Regions from separate parts of the Sus scrofa genome. Here region 2 is linked to region 1. Evidence: chromatin contacts called from public HiChIP or PLAC-seq data. All regions are on one chromosome and are shown on one strand. Each heading gives the region's core, a stretch centred on a gene start, on an enhancer-like site or on the middle of the called end of the contact. The rest is flanking DNA. Distances are from core to core; before and after follow the strand shown.

Region 1 (7,425 bases), core at 2,295-4,794:
TGCATTATCAGAGAAATCCAAACGACATCCTATTTCATACCAACAAGAAGGCTAAAACCAGAAAGACTGAAAACGCCAAGTGTTGACAAGGATATGGAGCACCTGGGCCCCTCACCCCCACTCAGGGTGGGAGAGTATAAACCATCATGACTGCTTTGCAAAACTACTCAACAGTTCCTAAGAAAGCTCAACAAGTGCCGACCCAGCAATCTCCTACCTAGGCACACAACCAGCAGACATGTACACATACGTCTACAGGAGACACACATGCAATGTTCACAGCTGGGTAGGTAATGGCCCCAAACTAGAAGGAACCCAAAGATGCATCAATTCCAGAAGGCGTAAGTAAACTGTGGTGTAGAAAGAGAATTCTCCACAGCAGTGAAAATCAATGAACATTCACCTGCAACCTTGAGGCTGAGTCTCACAAAGCAAGAGCCATCAGGGACACTCATTGGCTGAAAGTGAAGCAGGTAAAATTTAACTGGGTTAGAGGTCCACAGTTACCTCTGGGGAGGAGGAAGGAATCTGTAACCAGTGAGAAGGACTTCTGGAGGGAGGTGCTTAAAATGTTCTATTTTCCAACCTGAGTAGTGTTTACACAAATTTGTGAAAATTTCATTCCCTTTACATATATATATGACTTTTCTGGAAGTGTAAAAATTTTTTAAAGCTTTAATGAATAAATTTTACTTATTTTTAATTAACGATTTTTTTCCTATTATAGTTGGTTTACAATGTTCGATCAATTTTCTACTGTACAGCAAAGTGACCCAGTCTCTCTCTCTCTCACACACACACACACATATATATATACACATTCTTTTTCTCACATTATCCTCCATCATGTTCCATAATGAATACATTTTAGAAAAGAAATTTTAAAATGTCACTTCTCTTGTGTGCTCCTCCCCACCATTTAGGGGTAAGAGGAAAGAGGTAGCAGCCATGTGGAAATTAAAAACTGCCTGCTGTATCCCAATGCAAATGGGAGACAGAATAGTTTGTCTACCAGCAGGGTAAGAACTTGGCTCTGCACCGTCACCTTGAACGGAAAAGCTGCCCCTGGGATGAGCCGTCCCCAGCAGGGCCCTGCTCTGCTGGCAGAAAGGAGCAAACACGTCAAAAAGACAGAGAGACACATTTGGTACAGAACATGCGGCGTGGCACAAGTTCCCCTCCAGATGTTACAAAAACATTTCTGCCCTACAGTTGGATGCACTGTTCTGGAAAGTAGGCAACAGCAAAAGAATACTAACCCCCCTAGTCAAGTGAGCTTGGTAATGAGCTACAAGGACCGGCATAGTGAAACATTAAATAAAATCCACACTGTGGGAGTACCCTTCATTGCTCAGCAGTTAACGAACCCAACGAGGATCCACAAGGATGCGGGTTCGATCCCTGGCCCTGCTCAGAGGGTTAAGGATCCTGCATTGTTGTGGCTGTGGTATAGGCTGGCAGCTATAGCTCTGATTCAACCGCTAGCTTGGAAACTTCCATATGCCATGCATGGGTGCAGCCCTAAGGAGCAAAAAAAGTAAAAATAAAAAATAAATCCACACTGATGTTTAAAGGGCAGACAATGCCAAGCCACTATTCAAGGGAACCTGAGCTTCCCTGTATCTCCAGCATCCTGGACAGGAGATGTTATTCACATCCCCATGGTACTGGGCATGTTATAAAAGAAAACATCTCCCACTTGCCTCGGAATGGAAAGCATTGTGTGTCACACATCTCTAGAAAAGGTGTCTAGCAAAGGTTAGAAGGACCCTAAACACCTGGGGCTGAAGAAAGCTGACGAAGGCTTCCCTCACTTTGTCCTGAAAGCACCTGAGATCTCAAATATTCACCCTGACCCTGGCCTTAGAATGATGCTGCTCCCCACCAACACTCTGGCTGAGCAAAAGGGTGGAGGTCTCCAGATCAGAGAGCAGAGGTCCAAAACTCTCAGACTGGCCTTCAGCAAAGGCTGGCAGAACCCCCAGGAGACACCCCCTGCTCTGGCTCAGAGACATGGTGTCAGGTTCACAAGAAGGCATGTGGATCCCATCTTCATTCCCACGGCCCCAGAGCCCACCCTCCAATCCCCAGAAGAGAAAGGGGCTCCTGGCTGGAGCTTTTCATTCTAGGTCAGTCTTAGAGTCAGTATTGGATTCTGTGAGGAGTCAAATCACACCATGCTACTAGGCTCTGACAGGAGCAGGCCCCCAAAAGGGAGGGCACCCCCCAAGTTGCTCACTGCCCCTTAGTAACACCTAGGGATCTGGCCCCCCCCAGGTGTGCCCCAGGCAGCTCCAGCCTCCCCACAATGGACCACGGCTGCAGACACCTCAAGGAGAAGCAGGGCTGGAACCCACTGCCTTTAGAAATCTTAGCAAGCACTTTCCCAAGCAGCCCACACTGCCTCCATCACCCACACGAGGGCAGTTTGGCAGCTTTCACGCAAATGCAGGATGACACACCAAATGAAACTCCAGTAAGAAGAAAGCCACATGAAAGGATTGATTTCCCCCCCTCACTTCTGGGGCTGAGCCCAGGGTGGCTCTCCCCAGCGCCACTTGTTTGCACAGGTGAGAAGAATTAGCAGTCTGACATCCCTCCAGGGCTGAAACCCCCACCGCCTTCCACAAGGCAGGCTGGAGGAGCTGGGGAACATAAAATGCCTCCTCCGCCTGTGGGACGGGGCTGGGTCCAGCAATTCCCACCAACTCCAAATTTATATCAGCACCACGAATAAATGCCACTTGTAATTCATACCATAAAAAAAAAAAAAAATCACAAGCACCAGACAAGGGGGAGAATTCATCACATATAAAGAAAGGGAAGTGGCTGCAAGACACAATGGCCTGCCTCTCTAGCCTGTCCCCCAAATTGGCACTGGAAACCTTTGCCTTTCACAGAGTGCCACTGCTCCAGACTCCTCGGTACAGACACACAGGCAGTCAAGCAGGCAGGACCCTGGAGAGCTTAAATGCCAGTGATACGTCTCCCAGCCGAGAGCTGAGACAGAGAAAGACAGGAATTTATTTTAAAATCACACGTGGAGAAAGAGGAGATCCCTGGTGGCTCAGCAGGTTAGGGTTCTGGCCTCTAACCTGTGGCACAGGTTTGTGGCACAGGTTTGATCCTCGCCCCAGGAACTTCCAAATACCTAGAGCGTAGCCAAAAAAAAATTTTTTTTAAAGATTTGAAGTGGAGAAGGGACCTGCTGAATTATGTTGTCCTTCCAAGTCTGAGGGATTCAAGGGTTCTAATAACAATGGCTGATCAAGCACAGAGAACAACTGTCCGGTTCAAACTCTTCATCCGCTGCTCAGAGGAGAAGGGTTTTCCCCCCAACCCCGTGTAATTGGAAATGAAGCAAGAGAAAAGGGGGTGCATGCACACACATGTGCATGACACTCACAGGGTGGCATGTTGGAGGACGAGCTTGCATCTCTGTTTACAGAACATCGTGGCTTCCTCCGCAGCCTGGCGCTGCTCTTTACCTAGGCTGCTGGCCAGCAAGACTGCTCCACAGGCCAGCTGATGAGCTCGCCTCTTCTGAAGTTAATTCAGCTGGCTTTTCACCAGGTTGATCCCCAGAGACAGGGAAATGGCCCAGAGTCCAGGGTATGCCGTGGAAAAGATACCGCCTGCTCTTTCTCTTGTTCTGAGTTATAGAGACACGTCCCAGCCACTTCAAACATCCCCCAACATTTTTCCTGGCACTCTTGACAAGACAACGAGATGTTTCTTTCCTCTGCACCGTTACCATCAAAAGGAGCTGAGCAGCCCCAATGATAAATCACCAGGCTGATGCTGACCTTTGCTGGCTACTACTTCACGTGTGGTCCATCAGAGCAGCAGCATGGAAAACACGTGGGAGCTTGATGGGACCGCAGAATCTCAGGCCTGCTAAATCAGAACGTGCATTTTAACAAGCTCTCCAGGTGACTTATAATCTAAGAAGTGTTCTAGAACCACCTACACCAATTACAAATGACCATGTTCATCTGCAGCCAGCACAGAGAGATGGCCCTGAGAAGCGAGGCTCTCCTCCTGTCCCATCCCCAGTTGATGATGTGCAAACTTTTAGGACATTTTAGGGTCTCCTCCTTAACTCAGAACTCTGGTTACAAGTTACAAGGACAACCAGCCCAGAGGGAGCACTTGGGGCGTACAGGTGCTGGGCTAGGCTCCCTCTGTGCAGAACTGTGTTTAATCATCAGGGCAAGCCTAGGTGACACCAATATTATCCCCACTTTACAGATGAAGAAGTAGGTGGTCAGAGCCCCCAAAAGCATGGTAAAGACGCCAAGCGCAGCCCGCAACCAGACAGTCAGGTGCAGAGCCCACTCTCCTGTCAGCCAGAAAGGTGGAAGCATCCTCTCTGTTGCCAGCAGCTCACACGTAACTTTGGAAAAGGCAAGTGAGTCTCTGCAGGTGGCCCGAGATTAAAACCTAGAAGTTTCATCCCCAAAAGACAGACAAGAGGGTTGGAACTTAAAGGCAGTCCTTCTCTTCCCCATCAGGCTGAATTTCGATTGCCTTCTTGCTTTCCTAAAATGTTCCCATTGCAGCATGGAGCTGCCTGCCCAGGGGTTAGTCTCTCTTACTGAGCAGTTCAGACACCTATTTGGGAAAGTGGGCCCATCTGTTTGTCTGCCAGTCCAGGTATGCTCAGGAGATGAATGATTTCCTGCTTGAGGCAATCCTATCGGCAGCTGCTAGTGTGCATTTTAATCAAAGATGGGGAGTGACAAGGCTGATAAGTAGCAGAGCTGGGATTTGAACCCAGGGCATTCGTGTTCAAGGGCATGCCGTTTCCTGTAACTGCCGCCCCCCCCACACACACACAACTTCCTCCTACAGTGGCAATTTAAATGCTCTTCATTTTTTTCCAACACAGCCACTTCCTTGGTTGACCTTTGTATGGAAGCTGGTCACTGAGGCTCCAATCTGGGCTCCCAACCTGCTCTGAACCCATCCCGCACCTCCTGAGAGCAACCCTGGGTCACTTCCCAAGAGAGCAGGTGGCAGAAAAGGTTTGGACCACAGCTACCTCCCTGGGGAAGGCCAACATCACCCCCAGAGGCTCCCTCCTTCCCCACAAATACCACAGCAGTGATTCCACAGGGCGAAATTACAGTCAGATCCAAGACAGCAACTGGAGATTAGAAACCTTAAACCCATTGGGTTTGCCTTCATGCATTTGATCCCCAAACCAAAACTTCCTCAGGGACCCACACTTTGGTCACAGGAGTGGAATTCAATCACTGCGTGTCCACCACACCTCAGGAAAACCCCAGGAATCCCTCCACATCCCTTACTGGGCAAAACGCAGCCGAGACCTGCACAGACGGCAAGTCAGTGCCAGGAAAGCCACCTGATCACACCAAGTCCTTCACTCCGAGAGAAGGAAACAGGTGGTATTCCATGCCCAACTGGGAAAGAACAGAGGCACAGGCAGGGTCCCACCCTGGAGAGGAATTAGCCCCCCTGGCCATTCTAGAAGGGAGTAAAAGGGTCCTTAGAAACTGCTGCTCTGGCTCAGGGCTCAGGTCCCAGTAGATGCAGCTGGAGAAGGAAGCACAGCAAAGAGTCGAGGTTTTCCTTCCCCATCTGAGAGCACCAAGTAAACATTAAAATCCAAGAGGCAGGAGTTCCCATCATGGTGCAGCAGAAATGAATCCAACTAGGAAACGTGAGGTTGCTGGTTTGATCCCTGGCCTCGCTCAGTGGGTTAAGGATCCAGTGTTGCCATGAGCTGACACAGCTCAGATCTGGCGTGGTTCTGGCTGTGGCGTAGGCCAGCGGCTACAGCTCCAATTAGACCTCTAGCCTGGGAACCTCCACATCTTGCAGGTGTGGCCCTAAAAAGACAAAAAAAAAAAAAAAAAAAATCCAAGAAGCAGAGCAAGCTCCGAGAGAACTCTGAGAGGTCTGATTCTTTTAGTCTTTCTCTTGGTTTCTGGGCAAAATTTTCTTCTCCAAGAAAAGTAAGTCAATAACTTTACATTTACTTTTTCTAAAATGTCATCAGCACCTTAGAAGTGTGGACTTATGTCCCAGATGTCAGGCCAGAGCTTCCCAGAATGGAAGTGACCTCCCTCCTGCTCTCTGAGAGAAGGAAGAGGCATGCAAAATGCTAGGATTTCCCTCACACCTGTCAGGATGGCCATCGTCAAAAAGGCCACAAATAACCAAGGTCGGTGAGGATGTGGAGAAAAGGGAAGCCTTGTACACCAGTTGTGGGAATGTAAGTTGGTGCAGACACTGTGGAAAATAGTATAGAGTTTCCTCAAAAAACTAAAAATAGAACTCCCACATGACCCAGCAATTTCACTCCTAGAAAACAAAAACACCAATTTGAAAAAGATACGTGCAACCCAATGTTCAATGCAGCACTATTTACAACAGCCAAGACATGAAAGCAACCTAAGTGTCTATTAACATATGAGAGGATCAAAACCACACCACACCAAATCCTTGTATATATGGATACAAATATACAATGGAATATTACTCGGGCATAAACAAAGAATGAAATAATACCATTTGCAAGTGCATGGAGGACCTGAAGGCATTATGCTTAGTGACATAAGTCAGAGAAAGACAAATACTGTATGTTATCACTTAAATGTGGAATCTAAAAAACAAAACCAATGAGTGAATAAAACCAATGAGTGAATATAACAGAAACAGTCTCACAGATGCAGAGAACAAAACAGCTGTTACCAGGAGGGAGAGGGAAGGAGGGAGGGGTTAGACAGGGAGCAGATTAAGAGGTACAAACTACTGTGTATAAAATAAATACACTACAAGCACATACTGTATAGCACAGCATAGGGAATACAGTCAATATTTTATAACTTTAAATGGAGTATAATTGCATAAAAATATTGAACCACTATGTTGTACACTTGAAACTCTATAAAATCAACTATAAAATTTTTTTAGTAGTTCCCATTGTGGTTCAGCGGTAATGAATCTGACTAGTATCTATGAGGATGCAGATTCGATCTCTAGCCCTGCTCAGTGGGTTAAGGATCTGGCACTGCTGTTGAGCTGTGGTATAGGTCACAGACATAGCTCAGATCTAGCATTGCTGTAGCTGAGACATAGGCTGGCAGCTATAGCTCCTATTCGAGCCTTAGGCTGGGGGCTTCCATATGCTGTGGGTGTGGCCCTAAAAAGCAAAAAAAAAAAAAAAAAAAAAAAAAAAATTAGGATTTTTATAACTCTAGGATTTACAATCCCACAGGGCTCCAATTAGTCATCTCAGATCCTTTTTTGGAAGCAAACAGACATATACATGAATACAAAGAAATGCAGATTTATGTACATACAGCATGACCAAAATTTTAGAGACCACATCTAATAGTGTCTTACACAAGACTCTTTCATTCATTTCTGTACTGAGTGCTGACACTCAAATTTCAT
Region 2 (7,425 bases), core at 1,709-4,208, 330 kb before region 1:
TAAGCACTATTCTCCCATGACAGGCATTTAAAAGCATCTGCAAGTCTGCATCCTACTTGCTGTCCTCCAGATCTTTCTTTCACCCAGGACCTTGGAGCTACCATGTACATGATGGCAGGTTCCTTTAGCTTAGTTCTGAAAAGACCCTTCTTTCCAATGCCTTTGGCTTTTCACTTGTGGTAAAATGACACAGTCCGCATGGGCACCTCTGCCATATAAAAGCAACTTTTTGTAGCCCCAAACTGACCTTTTCTCCCACACTCAGGGAGACCGGGCATCTCGTCCTGTGCTCACTGGCCTCAGTGGCCTCTGTCTCCGAGACCACATCATTCTGCACCTGCCCTGCTACAAGACTGACTGGAGTGGGTGCATAAAATCCCTAGCTCCCGCTCCCTTTGGCCATGAAATCTTTTTTTTTCTTTTTTTTTTTTTTTTTGTCTTTTTGTTGTTGTTGTTGTTATTGTTGCTATTTCTTGGGCCGCTCCCGCGGCATATGGAGGTTCCCAGGCTAGGGGTTGAATCGGAGCTGTAGCCACCGGCCTACGCCAGAGCCACAGCAACGCGGGATCCGAGCCGCATCTGCATCCTACACCACAGCTCACGGCAACGCCAGATCGTTAACCCACTGAGCAAGGGCAGGGACCGAACCCGCAACCTCATGGTTCCTAGTCGGATTCGTTAACCACTGCGCCACGACGGGAACTCCCTGGCCATGAAATCTTGAGATGCATGCTCCTTGTGCAACTGGCCCACAGTGGTGACTGGCTTAATAATACATCCTTTATTAGCTTCTTTTCTTCCTTGCCCTGTCTCACTTCCCTGGTCTCTATCAATGTTTCCTGAGATCACCTTCCAAATAAATGATTTGCCCTCAAGCCTTGTTTCGATCTCCTAGAACAGGGGAACTGAAATAGACACGCACACTTGACCTGCTTCTGGGAGGTGTGCTGTGCTGCAGGTTTGTGGTACCACACTGTCATCAGCGTACGATTCCCACAGTCAAATGTGAAAGCCCCTGAGACAAGCAATCTCTGCAGTCTGCCGCCCATGCACACATAAAACCTGCCCTCAACAAACTGTCAAGCAAACTCAGGCTCCTGGGTACATCTAACACCATTCTCTGTGCATCTATCCCCAGCCCCTTTACCATGAGCAAAGCACCACAGTCTCATTGCACCATCTCCCTATCCCTCGAGGGAAGCTTACTGGTCCAGCCAAAAATGGGGACTGTCAAGAGAGCTGCCAAGACAGCACTGGTCACCTCCACCTACATTGCCAAAGACGTCTTGAGAGTTCCCTTTGACGGCAGTCTGCAAAGCAGTGCTGGCTGATGGCTGGGAGGGAGGGGCAGCAGTTCACAGAACAGCTGGCAAAGGTCTTGTGTTCTCAGCTTCGATCCTCAAGGCCATTTTCACAAACACTGAGTTCCCTGGAGGTGTCTTCCCAGCATCAGACCACACCTGCCAGAACCCCACTCTCTGACACCCCCATGTGTACACGTCTCTCCTCAAATCTCTACCACCTTCTCCCTTCTGCAAGGGATGTGGAAACGGGGCTTGGCCTGAACATTCTAGATAATTAGAAAAAGGTCATTGCTGCCGTCCTCGAAGCACACCCTCAGGAGGCCAGGAAGACAACCCAAGACTTAATGGAAATGTCTAACTCAGAAGTCACTGCCTGAAACCTCATTCTGTAAAGATAAAGATGTAGTTGACAGGGCTGATACGCTGTTTGCGCCTTCTGTGCTTAGGGGAATGTGATCGTGGAAAGAAGGCTGGATATAACATGAGAATAAGGAGTTCCCATCATGGCGCAGTGGTTAACGAATCCGACTAGGAACCATGAGGTTGTGGGTTCAATCCCTGGCCTTGCTCAGTGGGTTAAGGATCTGGTGTTGCCATGAGCTGTGGTGTGGGTCGCAGATGCAGCTCAGATCCCATGTTGCTGTGGCATAGGCCAGTGGCTACAGCTCCGATCAGACTCCTAGCCTGGGGACCTCCATATGCCGAGGGAGTGGCCCTAGAAAAGGCAAAAAGACCAAAAAAAAAAAAAAATCCAAAAACCCAAAAAACCATGAGAATGAGATTCTTGAGCACGTGACTCTGCTGGAATGTTTCAGTGATCTCAGGTTACTGCTCACCTTAAGCTCAGAGAAGTGACATGTCTCTACTGCGGCACTAATCAAGCAGAGCTTTAACTGCCTGCTCTGTATCATCTCTCACAGTTGTCATTTGTCTCAGGGCTCCTAGGGATTTGTACTTTTTATCCCCAGAGCTCAGCATCTCACCTCTGCTTAATGCCAGTGATAAGCTGCAAAAATGCCCCTGTATCCATGCCCTGGGCCATGTGGCTTTGCAGCAAATCTCAGCAGGAGATGGTGTCTATTTCCTTCACCCTGAATCTGTGCAGTGACTTGCTTTGACACTCAGATGCAATGGAGGTGATGTTATGTCAGTTCCACACTTAGGCCTCCAAGGCCTTGCACACTTACACTCCTGGCTCAATTTCTTGGAAACCTGCCTGGCCTCCATGTGAACAAGTTTGGTCCATTTGCTAAAAGTCCACCTGGCTGAGGTTCTCCTAGATCAGCCAGCCCCCAAGTGCCGGCAGGTGCGGGTGTGAGGCTCCCTGAGACGGAAGCAGGGCTGTTAAGCTCAGTCCAACCCACAGAATTGTGAGCTATGTAGATGGTGGTTGTTTTTAAGTCCCTAAGCTTTGGTTTGTTCATGGCAACAGTTAACTGATACAGAACTCCATATTTTTGTCTGACTTGCTGAATGAATCAACACCTATGGGAAGGGTGGCAGAGGGGCAGCTGACAGATTTGTAGGTGGAAAGAGCAGCACTGGGCCCTGTCTTGTGAGCAAACTTTTCTTGTTCAGCTCTAAGGAGGACAGGTCAGCTTACGCTCTCACAGCTATGCTGGCCTGAGGATTTGACGCAGTTTGCCATCTAGCAGGGATTTAGAGTGCCTAGTTTAACTCTTGTGGGTGTCTCTCCTGAGCTCATGTTTCATGTGTGTTGTATTTGTTACTAACCAAGTGAAGGCCTGCCATCTCCTGCAGGCAGCCAGAAGCAAGCTCTTTTCTCTCGAGTGGTGTCAGCATTGGTCTTAAAAATCCCACCCCCTTGGCAGTGCCCATAGAACTTCTCTTAGAAACAGCCTTGCAAACTTTACACCCCATCCCAATGTTGCAGGGTATCAAGCACCCTGTTCCCAACACAACCTGAGTGTTGTCTCTTAAATGGAAGATTGGAGCTGCCACTGATGTTTGTCGTCCTTTGGAGCCCAAAGACCATTCCACTCTCCTGGGTAGAGAGTGCCCAGTTCAGGAGCTCAGGGTGTGCACTGAATATAATGGGCACTCCTATCACAGATATCATAGAAGTGTATATTTATTACAACTATTTTCCAGCAGATGGCAGTCGAGTGTCTTTCTCTCACAAAACCAGTAGATTCTCTGAGTTTTCTAATAGATGGAAGTAAAGCTTATAGAGGAAGGGGCGCTGTTTTACTAGCCTTTACCAAGATGCTGTACAGTCTAGTGGTGGCTCTATTCAAACTCATATTTCTTACATGATCAAATTTATTCCATTTTTTTCTTTTTTTTTAAAACTGAAGTATAGTTGATTTACAATGTTACGGGTGTACAGAAAAGTGATTCAGTCATACATATATATACATGTATGTACAGACACACATATATATATACTCTTTTTCAGATTCTTTTCCATTATAGGTTATTACAAGATACTGTGTTATACAGTAGGATCTTACTGTTTTTCTATTTTATGTATAGGACTTTATATCTGCTAATCCCAAACTTCTAATTTTTTTTTTTTTTTTTTTTTTTGGCCATGCCTATGGCATGTGGAAAGTTCCCGGGCCAAGAACTGAACCCATGCCAGAGTTGTGGCCTGTACCCTTGCTGGGGCAACACTGATCCTTAACTTCCTGCACTGCAAGGGAACTTCTGATCCCAAATTTCTAATTTATCCCTCCCCTGCCTTTCCCCTTTGGGAACAGTACATTTGTTTTCAATGTCTATGAGTTTATTTTTGTTTTGTAAAAAAGTTAATTTGTATGACATTTTTGATTCCACATATAAGTGATGTCATGTGATATTTGTCTTCCTCTGTCTGACTTACGTCACTTGGTTAATCTCTAGGTCCATCCATGTTGCTGCAAATGGGATTGTTTCACTCTATTTTTTATGGCTGAGTAATATTCCATTGTATATATGTACCACATCTTCTTTATCCATTCATCTGTCAGTGGACATTTAGGTTGCTTCCACATCTTGACTATTGTGAACCAAACTAACTTCATTTCAGAAAAAGAGAGTTTCACCCTCACTGTTGTTTAGAGCCTGGATTTGGCTTTTGATATAGAACCTAAAGCCCAGGCTCTAAGTTTGCCAAACCACTGTGCCATGCGAGGCCTGCCCGGTGCCACAGGACTGACTCAGAAGGGCTGCAACCAGAGAGGTGCTGCAGAGGGAGGCTGGTGTTCTGATTACTGCTCACACTCCCATGAACCACCCCTCCCCGGACCACAGGGCCAGTCATTTCCTGGCTCTGAACCCCAGTGTCTTTGTCTCTGCCCAAGAGACCGATGGCATTGTTAGACCCCTTTCCAGCCCTGAAACACCATGAAGCTTTCCATGTTGCCCCCCTGAGAAGGCTTGGGACTGTAGCCTATGGGGCCCATGGCTGTGTATGTAAGCCCTCGCGTACACACAGGCAGCAGGCACAGAGTCCTTGCCTGACGTCAACTTTTCACAGAGTTTTTGGAAACTTAAATTTCCAATTTTTACATTAAAGTACAGATATATTATCGAGAAGTCTAAAAGTCTTAAACACTAAGACAAATCAAGACTTCAAAGACATTTCTCTCCTGCAGCAGGCCTCCCTCAGGCCTACACTCTCATTCTCATTAGCGCTCATGGGTACTTTGGGGAAAAGCTTGGAGAGATGGCGAGCAAACCTACATTTTTGCAGCCCGCCGAGCCTACCCGGCGGGTGTGGGAAATGACTTGAGATGAGTTAAGCTGGACCCTCAGCAGCCCCAGGCTCAATTCCAACTCAGTGGAGTTTATGTTTTCCTGCACTTCTTCTGGAACCTTCCAGGACTTGCTTTACCACTTGCAGGGCAAAAGGCTCTGTTTATAACTGTTCTGTCCATAGCAGGGGGAACACTCATGGAAAGCCTACAGGAAGAAATACTCCAGCCAAACTTGGCTCCCTTGGAAGCTGAGGGAGCAGGGGCTTTTCTGACTTCCTGTCTGTGTGGGTCCTGACGGGGGCCTGCACCGTCCCGACAGACTCACACAATTTTCTGATATAAACGTGCATCAAAAAGCTGCCAGAAAACCCCAGGGGAAACAGCAGTTTCCCCTAAACAGCTCTAATTAGGAAGATGCTGTGAGAGGCCTGGGGCCCAGGAAGAAATGAGGACTGACTGCGTTCTGGGGTCCACAGCCTACAGCACAGCCTCCTCCTTGCCAGCCCACCTCGGGGTGGGGAGTGCGGGGTGGCTGCACAACCTCACGGAGTCTGGTCCCTGGCGCCGTCTCCACAACCTCAGCCCTGCCTCCTGGGCAGCCATGCCAAGGGCCTCGGACAAGCTCCTTCTTTGGATGGATTCACCCTCCTGTTTACAGTCGCTGCAAGTTCCTTGACTATTTACATAGCACGTCTCTGTCTCGAGATGTCCACAGGGCAACATCAGCCCAATATTTACTTCCAAACATAAATAAGTCCCCATGGAGTGTTTCTGGCACATGGTTTTAATTGAGACAGTGAAGGGTGCGTGTGTGTGTGTGTGTGTGTCCTCTTCTTTGAGGAGAAGCAAGGATGGGTCCTCACAGCACAGCCAGAGGGAAGGTGATAAGCCCAGAGACTCCTGGAGGTGCTGCCAAACCGACACAAAGCTCTGAGCCATTTCACAGATTTATTTTTCTAAGTGTTTCTGCTCAAGGTGAGCAGCAGTGCTTTCTCATGAAATCCAGGAGCCCAAAAGCCAGCTCTGGAGGAGCAGGCTCTTAAAAGAGGGCCGGCCGAAAGACAGTTTGAGATGGTCTCTCTGAGAGAGGGTGGCAAACCCACGGCACAGCCCGCTTCTTCGTGACTTGTGACAGGGAAGAGCTGGCAGGTCCTGGGCCTTTGGGGAAGAGGCTGGTCCCAGGGCTGGCCAGGCAGGCGATGGCACGGCCCTTCGCTCCAAGACAGCTCAGCTTGCAAAAGAGGCAAAAGGGGATGGGGGAAAGGTTCCTGGACTGAAAGGAGTAGAGGAGGATGCAGAGTTTTTCTCCTTCATGGAGTGGTGGCCTGTGGGTTTTGGCACAGTGTACCAGGGACGGGGTTGGTGGGGGGTGCGGAGAGAAGAGGAGGAGGGAGAGAGAAGGCTGGGGCCCTCAATGAGGCTTTTCCTCCTGAAGGAAATACATCTCTGCATCCCCACACTCTCACCACTTGACTCAAAGGCTGGATGAGCTGAAGGCACTTCTTAAATGTGCAAGTCACATATGATCTCTGAACAATTACAACTTTCTCCTCTAAACAGACCTTTACGATTGTCTTGCAGAGGCACCAGGCCCAGGCAGTTTCAAACCCCAGTCAGGAGCTAGAGAAAGGAGAGGGGACTCATTGGATTTTTCTCCCTTAAAAGAGTTTCTGATTTCAAAGTTTTCTTCCTGCATGGTGGTTTGGCAGGCTACGGTAATCCTCGCACATAAAGTTTAAATTATGGCTCCCAGTGTCTGCTAAGGGCCCAGCTCTGGGAAGGCTGATTAGGATCCATTTCAGTATTTGAAGAAGGGTCTGGTTAGCTCGGGGCCCTCGTTGTGGATCTTGCGCTGGGGCCAGGGCCTGCTGCCGCCAAGCATGAGAGAGAGAGAGAGAGAGAGAGAGAGAGAGAGAGAGAGAGAGAGAGAGAGAGAGAGAGCGCGAGCCTGAGATGCCAGTGAGCTGAACTTCTGGAAGGCCCTAGGGTCTGCTCAGAAGCAGAGGAGGAGGTTGAGCATGGGGTGGAGAGCCTGGAGTTCAGCTTTGGAGAAGGCATTTGCTGACCCTATAAGGGGTTTCTATTTAGGATAAGCAGAGCATGATGGGCATGTCAGTGGCACATGGTTACATGTAGGACATACCTAAGTGGCAGTCAGGAGCTTGGGGCCTGGGTTCTTTACTTGGCCAGTCCTGCTCACCCCTCAGGGTGACTGGCTCGGCTACCACCTGCTCACTAAACTGCTTTCCCCAGAGTCTTCAAGCCTGAGTGAGAGCTCTGTTGCTTACTACCCCTGTCCCTTTGCCCCAGGCTGGCCCCAAGAGGCATTCAATACTGTTTGCTGAGTGAAGGCACTGGCCAGCTTGCAAGTGTAAAACATGCTGACTCGCAGGCCTTTGAGACACCAAAAAATCCATCTG

What was found. HiChIP or PLAC-seq counts read pairs in DNA pulled down with a chosen protein or histone mark.
Region 2: an H3K27ac HiChIP or PLAC-seq map of skeletal muscle shows a contact between it and region 1, with 12 times the contacts expected there. The contact joins two enhancer-like sites. A contact is called at or near these places in 3 of 47 Hi-C or Micro-C datasets (embryonic fibroblasts, fetal heart ventricle and liver) and 1 of 2 datasets of contacts at active chromatin or transcription factors (skeletal muscle).

What each region holds. Positions count from the first base shown.
Region 1 is chr13:22,308,425-22,315,849 of Sscrofa11.1, reverse strand. All of the region lies in intron 1 of ITGA9 (integrin alpha-9), which reads right to left. Among named protein-coding and RNA genes, the nearest start is that of ITGA9, 14 kb to the right of the region's middle. Within about 2 kb of position 3,544, at least 7 of the 83 cell types and tissues checked have an H3K27ac peak or open chromatin away from gene starts, as enhancers often do. A contact at or near this core is called in skeletal muscle, where this site is marked.
Region 2 is chr13:22,642,779-22,650,203 of Sscrofa11.1, reverse strand. The region is part of intron 27 of ITGA9 (integrin alpha-9); the gene reads right to left. Among named protein-coding and RNA genes, the nearest start is that of CTDSPL, 61 kb to the left of the region's middle. Within about 2 kb of position 2,958, at least 1 of the 83 cell types and tissues checked has an H3K27ac peak or open chromatin away from gene starts, as enhancers often do. A contact at or near this core is called in skeletal muscle, where this site is marked.